Regions from separate parts of the Pan troglodytes genome. Here region 2 is linked to region 1. Evidence: chromatin contacts called from public Hi-C data. All regions are on one chromosome and are shown on one strand. Each heading gives the region's core, a stretch centred on a gene start, on an enhancer-like site or on the middle of the called end of the contact. The rest is flanking DNA. Distances are from core to core; before and after follow the strand shown.

Region 1 (5,135 bases), core at 1,371-3,870:
AAACAAAGGAAGGGTCTTCTTTTAATAACTGCTTCGTTGCTCTTCTTTTTCTTAAAATGGAAATGGTTTGTCACAATGTAAACATGGAAATGAGCACCATGTGGAACAGTGATTAGGCAGCCGAAAGAAACTAACAGAACTACTGGAATTTGCCTTTGGAGTGGTGTAGATAACGAAGTAGGAAGTCCTTACGCATGCTTTAAGGCTCGTGTTTAATCAAAGACACATGCAATTCAAGATTAATATACAAGAACCACTTTTCGATTTTTTGGAAAAAAATTAAGTTCAGGATTAACTATGAAATAAAAATTTCACTACATATACCTGCACTAGTTGCTAAACTGCATTCCATTTAAAGGACAGTACAGATAACATGCCTCAGTAGACCAGAGTGTAAAAACACACTGACCACCACTAGACAGATCTCTATGTCATAAACCGTCTTCTCTTTTTTCAAACGGAGTCTCGTCTTTTCTTTTTTCAAACGGAGTCTCGCTCTGTCGCCCAGGCTGGAGTGCAGTGGCGCGATCTCGGATCACTGCAACCTCCGCCTCCCGGGTTCAAGCGATTCTCCTGCCTCAGCCTCCAGAGCAGCTGGGGCTACAGGCGCGCGCCACCACGCCCAGCTAATTTCTGTATTTTTAGTAGAGACAGGGTTTCACCATATTGGCCAGGCTTGTCTCGAGCTCCCGACCTCAGGTGAACCACCCACCGCGGCCTCCCAAAGTGCTGGAATTACAGGTGGGAGTGAGCCACCGCGCCCGGCCTATAAACCGCTTTTAAGGTTGCAAGATGAGCATGTACTAGGATGTGTAACTGGTAATTTCCGGAATGTCTGGCAACAAACCTCAAAATCAAATTTCCTTAGAAATCCTTGGCCTAAGTTTTATTTTTAAAAAGGTCAACACAAAATTAATACGTTAAAAAGGTGGCAAGTTCTATCGCATTAATAAAACCAAAGCACAGCACAGGCAATAATATAGTAACAAGAAGGTAATTATTTCAGTAACAGCAGCAACAGGTTCCCTGGAGGAGAATCCCCATTTCTCTACAAACGCTGCACCTAGATGGATTCAGAGCACAAAATTTACCACAGCACAACATCTAGCAGACCGAAGTCAAGCAATGCTGATCTTTCAAAGAGATTTCACATTTCTTACCATTTTCTACCTTAACACTCCACAAAAAAAGCAAACACCTATCGAAAAATAAAAAATAACGTTTCTAGCAACCCAAAAGTAGCTCAGAGATCTCAAAAACAAATAGACAAAGGGGTGCTGATGCTAACAAAGTGACATTACAAAAGCTAAGTGCAAAAGTAAACCCACTCCTCACAGCGTATCACAGATCAGTTAATGGCTCAGGTATACAGCCTCCTCCCCCAGTCCTCCCTTCCGTGACCGTGACTTCCCCAGTGACTATTCTACATCAAGTAACTACTGAAAACGCCCAAGGAAAAGGAGCGGGGGAGGGTGGCTTTTGAAAATTCAGGTAGCCAAGAGTGACTGCTAATTTCATAAACAATAACGTAAAACAAGCAAACCACCGCTCCTAGCCAATGACCAAGCAGGAGTCAAAGTTCCACCACGTAATTCGGGCCTGGGCCTTTTTTCAGGCAAACACGTAATCGAAAGCACAGTCATTTCCCTCTTGATATTTTATTCATGCCGGCAATGCCATTCACAATGAAAAGGTAGCAAAACAAAAGAAAAAAATAACAGCAGCGAAGGCAAAGGGGCGCGGGGCGTCCCAGCCTCGGTCCCTCCCCGGCCGCGAGCCCCCGCAGGCCGGGACGGGAAGCGCCGCGTCCTCTCCGCCGAGGTCTCGACTCCCACCCGCCCCGCGGGGGCGAGGGTCCCCCAGGCGGCAGCGGGAGGGGACGTGGGGGCGGCGGGGACGCCGGACGCCACAGAGCGCCAGTCGCCTCGGGGGCCTCCCCGGGCTGCGGGAAGTTTCCGTCCCGCGGCCCCTCCCGGCGAGCCCGCCGCAGCCCACGCTCAGGTGCAAACTTCCCAAACCTCGCTGCGCCCGGGGTCCCAACCCGCGCCCAGACCCGACGCCCTCCCCCGGTGCGATCCTGGCGGTCTGTCTGCACTGCCCGCCGCACCCATGCCCAGAAGGAACTGGCTGGGCCGCGGACCCGCCCGGGGACTCCACCGAGGAAGCGGAGTGGCCCCTCGACCACCCCTGGCCCCGACCCTCCCCGCGGCCCCGGCCCCGACCCTCTCCGCGCCGCCGCGGGCCTGAGCGACCGGCCCGGCCTGCGCCGCGCGCCCCTCACCTTGGTGGCCATGGCGGGCGGGTCCCCCGGCCCGGGACGGCCGGCTCGTCTCCCGCGCCGCGGATGGTGATTCTGAGCCGCGCAGGCAAAGGCAAGGGCGAGGGCGGCGGCTCCGGCTGGGCCCCGGCGCGGCGGCCGCTCCTCCGCCTCGGCCCCGAGTCTCGACGCTCAGGCCCAGCCGCTGGGCGCTCGGCTACTCCCGCGCCGCCCGCTCCTGCAGTTCCTGAAAGTCCCCGGCTGCGCGGCCCCCGCCCCTGTCGGCCGAGCCTCCCATTTACCGCGGCGCGCGCGACGCCCGGCGGAAGCGCGCCCTGGGCCCTCGGCCGCGGCCCGGCCTCCTCGCCTCCTGGCCGCCCCCGCGCCGCGCCGCGCCGCCGCCCCGGGCAGTCACCGCCGCCGCCGCCGCCCCCGGGCGCCCTTGGTCGAGGCTGGGAGCGGCGTCCCGCGCAGCGGCGGGGTCCGGACGGGCGCCCCAGGCCATGGCCCGCAACCCTGCGTGGCCGCCCCAAGGGAAGCGATCCGCGGCCCACAGAGCCGCTCGGGGGACCCGAACCCCGACTCCGGTTCACGCTCGGCCGGCGCCGCACGCCGTGGCTCGGCGCTTTCCGTGCATGAGGCGGGAGGGGGCGGCAGGAACTCTCGACGCCCGGGGCAGACAGGAGCCCCGCAACCCCGCTGTCTTTGCCCCACGCCTGGGGTGTTGCGGGGTCGCCGTGCCCTTGGCCGAGTACCCTGAGTACCACCATGAACAGCTGGGAAGGAGCGGAGCGATGGCTTCCTGGGCCTCTTCCTCCTGCCCGGAGGCTCCCTCAGGCCGGGGTCCTGGCTTGGAGCCCCTGGGACGGGACGGCGGGGGGTTTCGTTCTGTGACGCCCCGTTAACCTCATTCTGGAATCTTGATAAGCTTAAAAATACCGGAGGGCCCGAGAGGTTTGGGGGACAACAGGCTCTCTGAAGTGGAAACGAGGTCTCTAAAATTTTCCATCTTTCTGTCAGTGTTTCTTTCCAGAGTTGGAGATATATATATGGGTGTTATGAATAAACGAATGACTTGAATTGAGCAGCAAGATTTTTCACTCAAGGACAAAACACGACTGGAAGATGTGTCTTAATTGGCATACTAGTGGAGTGCTTTTTTATTATTATGAGGGATATATTTGTAAGAAGAGAACTATCAAATGTAAATCTCTGGTGTTTAATGTCAAGTTTGTGCCTTCTTAAATACATTCTATTTGACCTGAGATTTCACTAGTTACATTCAATAATGGGGTTTAAAATAGATACGGTACTGCAGAATTTTCTGTGCATTTTTGTGTTTGTTGAGCTCATGGTTAAGCTATAGTCATCATAATATGCATAAATAGTTGTCTTTCTCCGTAAAAAAAATATTGGGAGGCCAACATTCATTGACGGCCTGCTTGCTGTATACTAGGCTTCTACATCCCCATCTCATTTAATCCTTATAAGAAACATTTGAGAAACTCATTATTGTCCACTGTTTACAAAGAAGAGCGACTCAGGGCTCACTTAAATAACTTGCCTATTTGGTAATACTTATTCAAATCGAAAATGACCGTAGCCTTGGACCCAGCAGCCCTCCTAGGAATTTATCCTGTCAAACACTTGTACAAGTGTTCAAAGATGTTCATCAAAGACTGTTCTGTAATAACTCCAACCAGAAAGCAACCTATGTGTTTGTTAACAGGACTGTTTCAGTAAATAAGATACATCCATTCAAACAAAATACTAGGAAGCCCATAAGAAAATGATAATATTCTAAGAGGTGTTAAGAAAGATAAAAAGAACATTATGTATGGTACATTTATGTAAAAAAAAAAAAAAAGGAAATATGTTACACATTCCTAGAAAATTTCTGAGAAAGATTCGCCAGATCCTGTTGTCAGAGTTTTTGACCATGTGTATGTATGACTTCATTTAAAAACAGCAGTTATATTTTAATAAACAATGGAAGAAATAACTTGGCTAAGAGCACACACTAGTATGTGGAAAAGCCAGGATTTGAACTCAGGCAATGTCATAAGTAATGAGTTTTCCATATTCTTTTAAATGTGAAGGCTGGGTACAGCTCTCTCTGCAGCCGTTCAACAATGCATCCCTTGATAGGAAGGTGCAAAGTTAGGGGCACACCTGTGAAGACAGGCCTTTCCACATGCTCATCTGGCAAATCCTATGCAAATAGTCATCCTGGGCACCCAGCACCATGAAAGCAAGAAGACTACAGACTTCAAGCTTTTCCCACCCGAACAATTTCATAACCCTGGTTTTATTTTTTAGAAGTAATGGTGGAGGGCTAAGGTGGAAGGATTGCTTAAGCCCAGGTGTTCAACACCAGCCTGGGCAACATAGTGAGACCTCATTTCTAGAAGTTTTTTTTTGTTGTTGTTGTTTTAAAAAGAGCAAGACTGTGAAAAACAAATGAAAAAGTACATAAAAAGAGATAAACATGGCCGGGCGCTGTGGCTCATGCCTGTAATCCCAGCACTTTGGGAGGCTGCGGCGGGCAGGTCACGAGGTGAAGAGATCGAAACCATCCTGGCCAACATGGCGAAACCCCGTCTCTACTAAAAATACAAAAATTAGCTGGGCATGGTGGCACGCGCCTGTAGTCCCAGCTACTCAGGAGGCTGAGGCAGGAGAATCACTTGAACCCGGGAGGCGGAGGTTGCAGTGAGCCGAGATCGAGCCACTGCACTCCAGCCTGGGCAAGACTCCGACTCAAAAAAAAAAAAAAAAAAAAAAAGAGATAAACATGTGCACTTTCACAATAAGCCACACCGAAGGGATCTTGAACATAACTAAAATCATTTTCACATTTTTAGTAATGAATTGGGTA
Region 2 (5,264 bases), core at 258-2,757, 160 kb before region 1:
ACTCTTCAGGACAGCACAAATTGGAAAAATCTGAAAATAACTTAATCTACAATTCACTGCCCACTTTTGATGCTGAGACTACTGGAGACATTGTTTCAGTAATCAAGTGACTGAGAACAAGCTGGATAAATGCATGTTAATGAAATGATTAGGGAATCAGAAATAGGAGAGATAGTCCTTCCAAGACATACATCGAAACGGGAGTCGATGCATACAAATGTGAAAAGAAGGCTAGAGGCATCTACAAAGCAGCCTGCTGCATTTGCCGACCACCTCAAGTACGAGTGACCCCGGGCTGCACCTTGTTTAGCTAGGAATACCGGCAAGCTGTTACAGCTGGACGCCTAGTGGTGGGAGCTTACTCTCGGGTGTCCACATTTAGAAGTCTAACAATCAGACCTGGTTTCACGTGCTTTGGTGCTACCCAGGTTTTCCTTATAATGGTTAGCACAAAACAAGGGACCCAGGTTAGCGATACCAGGAAGCCACGCATTGAATGACATTACAGAAACAGCCACATAAAAGTCAGGTGGATGGTGTCACCTTGGCAAGCAACTTAGCCTCTTTAGGCCTCAGTTTGCTCATCTGCCAAATGGGGATAATAATAGCTTTTTAGTAGAACTGTGACAATTAAGTGAGATCATGTCCTAAAGCCCATAGCACAACGCCAGTTTCAAGGCTTCTGAAGTCCATAGGTGAAATTCGCTGGCTTGGCAGGATCTAAGACAGCATAAAGGTCATGGTATATTTGTTTACAAGTTCTATAAATTGCAGCACCGATGCTTCTCGACCAAGTATTTACGTGGGACAAAGCTGCCATCAGCGGTTTCTCCAGAGCCTATGTTTTGGGGCTTTTGTCCCCATCCCCTCCAGGAGTGGAGACGCCAACACAAACCAAAGGGCAATCACTGGTTTCATCAACAGGTGCAAAAGAAAAGGCGCCAGGCACAGGGTCAGGCCGGCTAAGTCAACACCCCGGGATCCTCATGAATACGCAAAGCGCCCCAGCCGGCTATCCAGCAACCATATCCTCCGGCCGCGCGGGCCGGAGATCCCCGTGGAGGGGCGGCCGGCCTCCGTGCGCCACCGGCCCAGCCAGAGTGCTCTCTCGAGTCCCCAGCCCCACTTCATTCAAAAAGCCACCCCTCTGCGCGCGACCCCCACGCCCCGGCAGTCCCAGAGCCGCCCGATCCCCTCGGGAAGGGGGGGTACCCGTCTTCCCGAGGCTGGGCGAATGCGGGCGCCCTCTCCTCCGGGCGTCGCTGCCCCCGGCCCGGACTCACCCAGCGTGGCCACCGTGCCGGCCTCGAACAGCAGGCAGTCGCCGCGGCCGCGCGCCTCCAGCAGCACGCTACAGTCCCCCTCGGCCCCCAGGCGCCCCAGCAGCCGCAGCCCTTTGCTCAGGGCCATGAGGGTCGGGCCCACTGCGGGCGGGGGCCGGGGCCACGTCCTCCCGAGGGCGCGCTGCCCGCGACAGCTCCCCGCGCGCCCGCAACTTCCCAGAGTTTCACTTTGCGCCGCCGCTCCCGCCGCGCCAGGCTCCTCCCCGGCCTCCTCCCCTTCCTCCTCCTCCCCACTCGCGTCTCCCCAGCCTGGGGCAGGTGAGGGCGCGCCGCCGCCTCCCGCCCGGCCCCGCGCTCCCCCCAGCGGCCAGGCAGCTGCGCGAGGCCGCGCCCCGGGGCTGAGGCTCCCCGCGGGCGGGCGTGGAGCGGAAGAGCCTCCCGGATGCCACGCATTCCTCGCTGCGGAGGAGGATGCCCCGCGCGGGGCGCCCCCGGGAGCCTGGCCGCGATGCCGGCCGCCCGCAGCCTTATATGGGCAGCCTGGCCCGGGAGTCCGCCAGGCTGGACCCGCTGACTGCTCCCGCCGGGGGCGCTGCGCCTCCCTTGTGTGGTCGGCTCCTGCGACCCTGGACGAGTCCTTTCGACCCTGCGTGCCTCGGTCTCCCTGCGGGGAAGCGGGGTCATAACTGCGCCTACTTCGGCGCGGAGGCCTGAGTTAATTCGTGGAGGCGCTTAGCGGGTGCGGAGCGCGTGGAGCGGGCTGGAGAAAGGTTACCTTTCACTAGCATTCTATCCCGGAGGCTGTTGCGGTCACCGACCCCGCCAGGGAGAGGTGTTGGGGGTCAACGGTGCGTTGTCGCGAAGAGACCTGGAGCCGTGATCCCCAGACCACGACCCCCACTTACCACGTGACCCTGACTTCTCTGCGCGCCACCTTCCTCTCCTGTCAGATGGTGACAGCGCCTCTCCCACCGGCTCTGGACACCGGCACGTGTCCGCGCGTGTACGCTGGAGTGTGTGGCCTGGCGGCCCAGTCACCTGTGGCTCGGCCTTCTGGCGCGAGGTTCTAGCGCCGAGGCTTGGCCTGTCAGAGCTGCAGGGGAGGTGGGGTGGGGATGGGTGTTGAGGGCTGAGTTGGAGTCACTCTTTGGGGTGGTTTGGCGGCTTAATTCCCTTCGCTTGTGATGGGTACGTGAGGATGGCCCGAGAAGCCTCCATCAGCTGTCTCCATCCTGCCCGCAAACGAACTCAGTTCCTCTCTCACCCCATTCTGCTGTACTGGGCCAAGCTGTTTGTCTCTGGGACTTGTCCTAGAAAGGGCAGAGCCCCCAGAGCCAAGCAGAACACTGCCATGCCCCTGCAGACATTCAGTAATGACCAGACAAGCCATCCTCAGGGGACAACCTCTCAGGTGATGGTTGGGTAATAAATTTGAACAACCCCAGCAGAGATCATCTTGACCCTCAGCCCCTTTCCTTGCCCACAAACTCTGTCCAGGTCAAGCATGATGTGCTCAATATCCCAGGCATGATGCTCATCAGCTGTCCGAGCAGCTTCTTTCTGTGTAGATGGAAACATTACTACCTCATGAAAACAGTGTGCCCATTCAGTGAGGCAGATCAGCCTTTGGCCCACTTTTTGACCCGAAACTCACTTCTTCCAGGAAGCTTTCCTGGAATGCTGAGGTCCCAGATAATAGTGCTTATATAACACCCAGATTTACAGACTTCAGTTCTCACCTACTCATATGTTGCTTGAGAAGTGTTTTTATGTTTTCTCTTAGCCCTGTTTTGCAAATTGAGTGGTAAGGCCTTAGGGAGGGGACCCAGTCTTCCATTTATTTCTCTCTCCTCTTTCCTAACTAGCATCATATAGTCTAAAGTCCTGCACAGTGGCATGCCATACCTATTTTAGAAATTTTCCTGCAGTCAGGACCAGCACTTGAGCCTCACAGCTTATAGAATCCAAGTCACCATCAACTGTAAAATGAACCACTATTTTATGTACCACTGAGAAAAAAAAAAAAACTTCCAATTAAACTAGAACATGCCACCAATAGTCATCTCTGCCCTGATTTAGACAATGTTAAAATGCACGTCTCAGACTCAAGGAACTACAGTGGCTATTCCTCCGTCTCTGAGAAATGGCTGGGTGAGCCAAGAGCCTGCTGGGTTTTGGGGCCTCTGCTGTCTGGTTTCAGGTGGGACAGCCCACCTGGGTGGCAGAGGGAGCAGCTTCCTCACATGCACACTGGCTTGATAGACCAAGGGTACCCAGGCACAGGCACCTTTCGCAGATGGAGCAACTGACCTTGAGGCCTTCAAGGAAAAGGTTGGCTCAGACACCTAAACCCCCAGCGGCGTTTGGGCAAAGGGGTGGGCCCATCTGCGGCAGGAGAGTTGGGCGCTTCCACTTTCTGAGATGTAGAATGCCTGGAGGGTAGGGAATTGGGAAGGGGAGGAGATGGGGAAGGAAGCAAAAGCCAACTCCACCAGCCCCAGAGTAAGCCACAGCAGGAAATGTAGCTCAGCGTGGTGTGGGTGAGGGAGCCAGGGACCCCAACAGGTTATCAGAGGAAACAAAGAGGGGAAGTAGGGGAGACATGCACTGAACGTTTGAGCCACCCTACCCCCACCCCCTGTTGCCCTACCAAATCCATATGTTGAAGCCCTGACCCCCAGTGGAATGGTTTTTAGAGATGGGACCTTTAGGAGCATATTAGGGTCAGATGACGTCATGCCAGTGGGGCCCTGTCAATAAGAATGATAGGATTAGTGTCCTTAGAAGAAGAGACAGGCCAGGTGTGGTGGCTCATGCCTGTAATCCCAGCACTTTGGGAAGCCAAGGTGGGTGAATCACTTGAGATCAGGAGTTTGAGACCACCCTGGCCAACATGGCAAAACCCCATCTCTACTAAAAATACAAAAAAATTCACTGGATGTGGTGGTGTGTGCCTGTAATCCCAGCTACTCGGGAGACTGAGGCAGGAGAATCACTTGAACCCGGGAGGCAGAGGTTGCAGTGAGCAGAGATGGAGCCACTGTACTCCAGCCTGGGCAATAGAGCATGACTCTGTCTCAAAGAAGGAAAAACAAAAAAAAAAAAAGAAGAGACACAGAGGGAAGGGCCTGAGCATCTGCCGGCCAGGAAGACGGCCCTCACCAAGAGCCACATCAGCTGGCACCTTGATCTCAGAATTTCTAGCTTCTAGAACTGAGAAATAAATTTCTATTGTTTAAGCCACTGGCCTGTGGTATTTTATTGTGGAAGCCTGTATTATTAGTCTATTTGTGTTACTATAAAGGAATATCTGAGACTGGGTATTTATAAAGAAAATAGATGTCATTGGCTCACGCTTCCACAGGCTGTACAGGAAGCATGGTGCTGGCGTCTGCTTCTGGGGAGGCCTCAGGAGGCTTACAGTCATGGCGGAAGGCAACCAGGAACCAGCATGTCACGTGGTGAGATTAGGGCAGGAGAGCTGGGGGGAGGTGCCGCACTTTTTCAAACACTCAGATCTCCCGTGAACTAACTGAGCAAGAACTCACTTATCATCAAGAAGATGGTACTAAACCATTCACGAGAGGTCCACCCTCATGATGCAATCCTCCCACCAGGCCCCACCTCCAGCACTGGGGATTACATTTCAACAGGAGATTTGGAGTGGACAGACATCTAACCCCTATCAGAGCCCGAGCCGAGTAAGACAGGAGAGGTTTAAAGGAAATACAAGTCTGTATTTGGTACCTGATTGTATAATACGAGCTGCACAAAGGAAAGTGGGAAGTCAGACAGGACCCTGGCATTTTGAGAACGGGACAGCAGCGATACCATCCCAGAGTGAGGAGGAAGCGAGTTTAATTGGAGACAGAGACCGGGTGGGCAGGTCGTCCAGTGGGAAATGCCTACAGATGAGGGGCCAGAAATGAGTATGGCAGCGATCAAAGGGGAGTGGAGACAGACAGGGGTAGAAGGCAGGGG

The links. Hi-C and Micro-C count contacts between places; a contact is called where the count stands out from the background.
Region 2: a contact with region 1 is called in a Hi-C map of stem cell-derived neural progenitor cells, with 2.1 times the contacts expected there. The contact joins the promoter of SYNJ2 here to the promoter of SNX9 in region 1. A contact is called at or near these places in 1 of 7 Hi-C or Micro-C datasets (stem cell-derived neural progenitor cells) and 1 of 1 datasets of contacts at active chromatin or transcription factors (stem cell-derived excitatory neurons).

Annotation. Positions count from the first base shown.
Region 1 is chr5:169,856,915-169,862,049 of NHGRI_mPanTro3-v2.0_pri, reverse strand. SNX9 (sorting nexin 9) reads right to left here and starts at 2,620. Exons shown (of 18, transcript XM_001144722.7): 1 at 2,282-2,620. The coding sequence starts at 2,293.
Region 2 is chr5:170,013,456-170,018,719 of NHGRI_mPanTro3-v2.0_pri, reverse strand. SYNJ2 (synaptojanin 2) reads right to left here and starts at 1,507. Exons shown (of 27, transcript XR_010157798.1): 1 at 1,284-1,507.